Regions from separate parts of the Rattus norvegicus genome. Here region 2 is linked to region 1. Evidence: chromatin contacts called from public Hi-C data. All regions are on one chromosome and are shown on one strand. The core of a region is the stretch at or near the end of the contact, and the rest is flanking DNA. Distances in the headings are between cores, read along the strand shown.

Region 1 (3,110 bases), core at 345-2,844:
TGGTTTCATCAGGGTAACCGTGGCCTCATAAAACAAACTGCACAATATTCCTTCTGTTTCTATTTTGTGGGATAATTTGAGAACTATTGACATTAACTCTTCTTTGAAAGACTGGTAGAATTTTGTGCTAAAACCATCTAGGGTTTTGTTGTTGTTGTTTGGAAGACTTTTTTTTTTAAAGAATTATTTATTTATTTTATGTATGCGAATACACTGGTCCTGTCTTCAGACACACCAGAAGAGGGCATCAGATCTCACTACAGATGGTTGTGAGCCACCATGTGGTTGCTGGGACTTGAACTCAGGGCCTCTGGAAGAGCAGTCAGTACTCTTAACCGCTGAGCCATCTCTCCAGACCGTTTGGAAGATTTTCAATGCTTCTATTTCACTAAGGATTACAGGTCTATGTCTGTTGTTTATCTGATCTTGAATTAACTTTGGTAAGTGGTATTTATCAAGAAAATGATCCATTTCTTTTAGATTTTCCAATTTGGTGGAATACAGGTTTTTTAAGGGTGTCCATATGATTCTCTGGATTTCCCCTTGTTCCTGTGTTTCCCTTTTCATTTCTAATTTTGTTAATTTGAATATAGGTTTGTCACTCTTACTGATTTTCCGAAATCTTTGTTTCATTGATTTTTTTTTTTGTATTTTTGTTGTTGTTTGCTTGTTTCTATTTTATTGATTTCAGCCTTGAGTTTGATTATTTCTTGCCATTTGCCCCTTTGGCATATGCTTGCTTGCTTTCTCTTTCTTTCTTTCTTTCTTTCTTTCTTTCTTTCTTTCTTTCTTTCCTTCCTTCCTTCCTTCCTTCCTTCCTTCCCTCCCTCCCTCCTTCCCTCCCTCCCTCCTTCCTTCCTTCCTTCCTTCTTTCTCTCTAGAGGTTTCAGATATGCTGTTAAATTACTAGTATGAGATCCCTTTAGTTTTTTGTTTGGTTTGGTTTTTGTTTTGTTTATGTAGACAGTGTTGTGAACTTGCCTCTTAGAACCATTTTCCTGGAGAAATGGCTCAGTGGTTAAGAGCACTGACTGCTCTTTCAGAGCTTGTGAGTTCAATTCCCAGCAACCACATGGTGGCTCACAACCATCTGTCATGGGATCTGATGCCCTCTTCTGGCAGGCAAGTGTACATAGAGCACTCATATACATAAAATAAATAAATCTTTTTTTGTTTTAAAGAACCACTTTCATTGTGTCCCATAAGTTTGGGTGTTTATGTTGTATATCAATTTTTGGAGGGACCCACACATCATGGGTTGTTCCCCTCTAGACCCGGGATTAGGCACAGATCGTACCTAAACACGAGACTGTTTACTAAGCAAGGTGAAGAGGTAAGGTGGCTGTGTCTGAATCAGGCAGACATAGCAGCAAATAGCTTTGTAGGAGTGATTTCAAAGGGAAAAGGGGAAGTCTGTGTTAGAGTAAGCGAGGATGAGCTGGTAAGCTCTGATTGGGCATGCTAGTCAGGGTAGCCAAGGAGGGATTTGTGATTACAAGACCTTCCTATTTTGACATTTGGGCCTGGGTGATCAGCCTTAGGAATGAGTCAGGCATGAGGAAGTAGCCAAATAAGGGAACAGAGCAGCTGGGTGGCTGGCTTTAGGAATGTGGAAGTGCCTAAATAAGGGAATTAGATTAGCAAGGGAGAGGGAAGAAGGGAGAACAAGACCTGCTGGTGTCGTGCTGGCTGTGCTGGTCGTGCTTGGCCCTATTAGAGCCCTCTAATTTTCACTCAATTCTAGAAAGTGTTTCTTCTTAATTTCTGTCTTGACTCATTTTTCATTTGGTAGTGAGTTAGATTTCTATGCGTTTGTAAGCTTTCTGTTGTTTCTATTGCTGTTGATATCCAGCTGTAGTCCGATAGGATACTATAGCGTGAGTTTTTGCTACTCTATTTTATGCTCCTGGTGGGTTGAGCTTCCAGTCAATCACCCAGGGAATCTTTGGATTTGCTAGTAAAAGACACACACACACACACACACACACACACACACACACACACACACACACACACACTAGCTTGTTTTTAATACGCTGTTTTGCTCAATGGCTGGGCACATCTTTCTCCGCCTGCTACCCTGGGCTCAATTATGGAAGCAGCCAGTGGACCACTTACCCGAACTCTCACATGGCTGGTTGGCTTTATCTCCTGCAGCTCCTACGTCCATCACATCCCACCCTTCATGGTGATTTCTCCTTCTCCTCCCCGCCTGCATCCTAGCCCACGCAACTCTAAGGGTCCTGCCGGTCTCCCTTTGTCCAACCATTAGCAGCCACTGGCATCAAAAACCAAACGGGGACAAGAACCCTTAGTGTTTGGACACTCAGACTCCTGACTGAATCAAAGCATTAGAACCAACCTCCAACAGGAAGCAGGCTGTTACTTCAGTCTTCTTGTATTGTGTTCGAGTGTGTGGTTAATTTTGGAGAAAGTTCCATGTGATGCCGAGAAGGCATGTTCTTTTGTGCTTGGCCGAGGTGTTCTGGAACTATCTATTAAATCCATTCGGTTTATTCTGAAGTTAGCGCCAGCACTTCTGTTTAGTTTGTCTGAATGACCTGTCCATTGGTGAGTGTGGGGTATTGAAGTTTCCCACTATCAGTGAGTGAGGGTCAATGTGTGATTTAACCTATAGTGGTGTTTCTTTTACCAACTTGGCTACCCTTGTGTTTGGTGCCTAGATGTTCATAATTAAATGTCCTCTTGGTGGATTTTTCCTTTGGTGAGTACTGTAGTGTCCTCTCCCATCTCTTGTGATTAGTTTTGGTTGGCAGTCTATTTTGTCAGATATTAAAATGGCTACCCCAGCTTGTTTCTTAGGTCCGTTTGCTTGGAATATCTTTTTTTTTTTTCTTTTTCCTTTTTTCGGAGCTGGGGACCGAACCCAGGGCCTTGTGCTTGCTAGGCAAGCGCTCTACCACTGAGCCAAATCCCCAGCCCCTGCTTGGAATATCTCTTTCCATCCTTTTACCCCGAGGTGATGTTTATCCTCGGCGTTAGAGTGTGTTTCCTGGATGCAGTAGGATGGATTCTGTGTTTGCATCCATTCTGTTGGTCTGTCTTATTACTGGGGACTTGAGACCATTGGTGTTGGGGGAGTCTGACGG
Region 2 (3,313 bases), core at 27-2,526, 61 kb after region 1:
GGGAGGACAGTAAGTTGCTACCATGGAGGTCTTCTGAAGGAGCTCACTGGGACATATCTGGACAATGTGGCTTGAGCCTGGTGGGAAAGCAAATGGCACACACCCGCACAGGAGAGCCAAGACTAGTACAGGTTTCTGAGGGCAGCTTTAGTTCTGCCTGTGGATAAAATGTCCAAGAGGTGATGACGTGGTTGCTGGAGCTGAGGAGGGCTTAGGGCGCACCTCTTTTCTAACAGTGACTTCTGCTGGATCTGAATTCGGACCCTGTATGTGTCTAGGTGGGAAATCTTGGGCAAGGTCCTTCATCTGGTCTGGCCGCTGTTTTCTCACTAATACAGAGAGCTGCGCTCACTCTGCGGAGTTTCAGCGCAGATTACACGAGCAATAAAGTAAACCGTGCCTATCCCAGGGTCTGGCACCCTGCAAGGGTTCAGTGCGTGATCAGGTACTTCATCCATTCTCTTTCAGTGGCAGGCTGTCTGGGTGCCTGTCATTTCCTCCTCCGGGGCTTATTTCTCTAGGTTGGTGGTGCTAAAAGCTCTAGCAGTCCCAATCTAAGAGCTCAGCACAAGGGAGGGGCCTGGGTAAAAGCTGGGAGCTCGCCAAGACAGACAGGTATTTCCAGTCCAGCGAGAGGAAATGGGTGGGGGTGGGGATAAAGATAGAAGAGATCAGATGGGCCCCAGACTTGGGTGGATCCCCAGGGAGGGGGCGGGGAGTCGTGCTTTCCTCCTAGTGCTCTTGCCCCTAGCTCAGATTTCAACCTCCGATGCCTCCTTTGTAGCACGCTTGTTCAGAAAGGGGCGGGGTGGGGGGGAGGGAGGCCACAGGTAGGTTATAAGGGAAGGAGGGCCTGCAAGCAGCCTGCAAAGTGGGTAGGCTCTTGCGGTCCTAGGTGCACCGATCTGTTTGACCTAGTAGCCCCTCTGACTCGAGGCGGGAAGCGGCGATCAGCCTTCCCTCGCTTAGTTGTACAGAGCTCCACGAGGGGGCGACCAGAGCCCACGTGCGACCGCGTCCTTCTCTCTCTAAACTACAACTCCCAGGCGGCTCGGGGGTCCCGCCCGCCTTGTTCGGCCTCTGTTGGCTCCAATTGGCCGCCGCGGGAGGGGGATTGGCGGTCTCCAGGGCGACGGGAGGCGCTCGGGGCATCTAAGGCGGGGAGGCGGGTCCGCCCCCTATTGTGTGGCTGCGAGAGCAGAGCTGTGCGGTGCAGAGCAGGTGAGGGTGGGGGTGTCCTGGGGGTAGAAATGGGGTGCCAGCGGGGACAAGGGGAACAGCGTGTAGTTGTGGGGGACAGAGGGAAGCGGGAGGGCTCTAGAGAGAAGTGAAATTATCTGGGGGAGCAGAACTAGGGTAGTTTTGGAAGCGAAGTGGAATTACTGATAGGTTCCCCGAGATCTGGAAGAGTCTTAGAGGTAATGTAGGGGAGTTCTTGGCGGGTTCCAAAAGAAAGGCGTTCCAGGAGCCAGAGAATGCGAGGGAAAAGAGAATTGTTGTGGTAGACTATCAGAAGTGTATTGTGGGCTGAGCCGGGGAGAATTGGGGAGGTGGGGGATTCCCGGGAAAGCGGGGGTGGGGTGGGGTGGGGGGGAGGGCAAATGGGAATTCAGAAGGAGGCCAGCCAGGAGTGCTTTTGAGGGGAGACCTGCTGCAACTGGAGATTAGGTGTGAGACGCTGGAATTTTGCAGACACTGAAAAGTGTGTGGCTGGGATGGGAGTCCTGGAAGAAAGGAGGAGTGTTGGATGGAAAGACCGAAAGGACCGAAGACGGATGGGGAGTAGGAGTTGGGGTAAATTCTGGGGATGCTTTGGTCATCAGGCATTCTTGGTAGAATCACCAAGATTCTTGGTGGAGCTGGAAGAGAATGGCTTCTATGTGCTACAATTTGAAGGTTTTCTGGGGAAATCCAGGAGAGCTGGCTGTGCAACAGAAGGCCAGGGGATTATCAGGAGTCAGGCATACAGGGACATTATGCAGAGAGGCAGGGACGATACTGCCCTGGGAAGGGTATTTTGCTGACAGTGCTGAATTGTGGGAGGCCAAGAAGAGGGTGGAGGCCACAGAGCAGAGTCCACTTGGGTTTGCCAGGCCCAGGTCAGGGCCCTTTGCTTCTTGGTGACTGCCTTAGAGGCTGAGAGGGTGGTGCTGGCAGGGGTGCCTACCTCCCATGCTCTAGGGTTCTTTTTGTGTATCATAGGGACTTAAAAGCATTTTTTGTTTCTTCCAGATCATGCCTTTAGGGTTAGGGGGAAGGAAGGGCCTGGCAAATCCTGGCACCCCCAGGATACTAGAGAGGAGTGTGTAGGAGTAATTAGGGTGAAGCACTAAGTCAGGGTGTCTGGCAGAGGGAGGGTTCTCTGGCAACATCACGAAGAAAGTGGCTACAGCTGCCAGCCCTGGATCTGTCCAGACCTGGAGGATGCTGCCTCCCTCTCCCACCCCCAGCTCCTCCTCTCTCAAGCCCCTGACTCACTCACTGCCAAAAGCAGTGTGGATGGAGTGGAGACTGTCTCTAGGCTCCAGGGCTCCCCACAGAGCATGGGGAATAGGGTGAAGAATTGGGTGTGGGTGCTTGCTATTGAGTAAGGGGCTAGATTATCTTAAATTTGCTCTAGACTAGCTATCTGTTTCTGAGCAAGATCCTTAGGATCCTTATTGATCAGACCAGGAGAGAGAAAGAGAGAGAGAGAGAGAGAGAGAGAGAGAGAGGGAGGAGAGAATATGAATGAATGTTATCTGTTGCCTTGTTGACATCAGGAGGAAGGAAAGAAGAGTGGGGGTGCTTGGGGAGCTAGCTACTCCACAATGGTCTTCATCTCCAGGGCTTTCCTGATAAATCCTTTCCTTTTGTATGAGAACCCCCTAGTTTTCTTTGCTCACTTTGCTAAGAATATTGTATCAATTGCCAGGCATTCCCAAAATTCCTTTGCTTTTTCCTGGATCCGTTTCCTTACCTGTGCAGCCTCCACCAGACAGCATCCTCAAGTACCCTAGCGTTCCCATCCTAGCTCAATCTCAGGGATTAAGATCTCTGCTTTAGGAGCTAGGAGCTTGGTTGTGGTAGAGTCTGGCGGTAATGAAACCCCAGCAGAGCAACCCAAGGGTCCTTCCTGTCTCTGTGCAGGTCCCTTCCTTACCTCTATAGCTCTTTTCTTCCCTGTGCCTTGTTCTGACAGGGCTTTCCTCTGTACTCCTCCTCTGACCGACTCTGTATGTTGCCTTATATTTTGCATTTAGGTCTGGTGGTTCTCCCTCGGGTGTTGAGTGAGCTAGGCACCAACTGGAAGAGTGAGAGCTGAAACTGGTTG

What was found. Hi-C and Micro-C count contacts between places; a contact is called where the count stands out from the background.
Region 2: a contact with region 1 is called in a Hi-C map of the A7r5 cell line, with 2.6 times the contacts expected there. The contact joins the promoter of Igsf9 here to the enhancer-like site in region 1. A contact is called at or near these places in 2 of 12 Hi-C or Micro-C datasets (the A7r5 cell line and hepatocytes).

Annotation. Positions count from the first base shown.
Region 1 is chr13:87,418,802-87,421,911 of GRCr8, forward strand. No RefSeq gene overlaps it. Among named protein-coding and RNA genes, the nearest start is that of Pigm, 50 kb to the left of the region's middle. Within about 2 kb of position 1,595, at least 10 of the 93 cell types and tissues checked have an H3K27ac peak or open chromatin away from gene starts, as enhancers often do. A contact at or near this core is called in the A7r5 cell line, where this site is marked.
Region 2 is chr13:87,480,113-87,483,425 of GRCr8, forward strand. It overlaps Igsf9 (immunoglobulin superfamily, member 9), which reads left to right and starts at 1,277. Exons shown (of 21, transcript NM_001107197.1): 1 at 1,277-1,389; 2 at 3,243-3,313.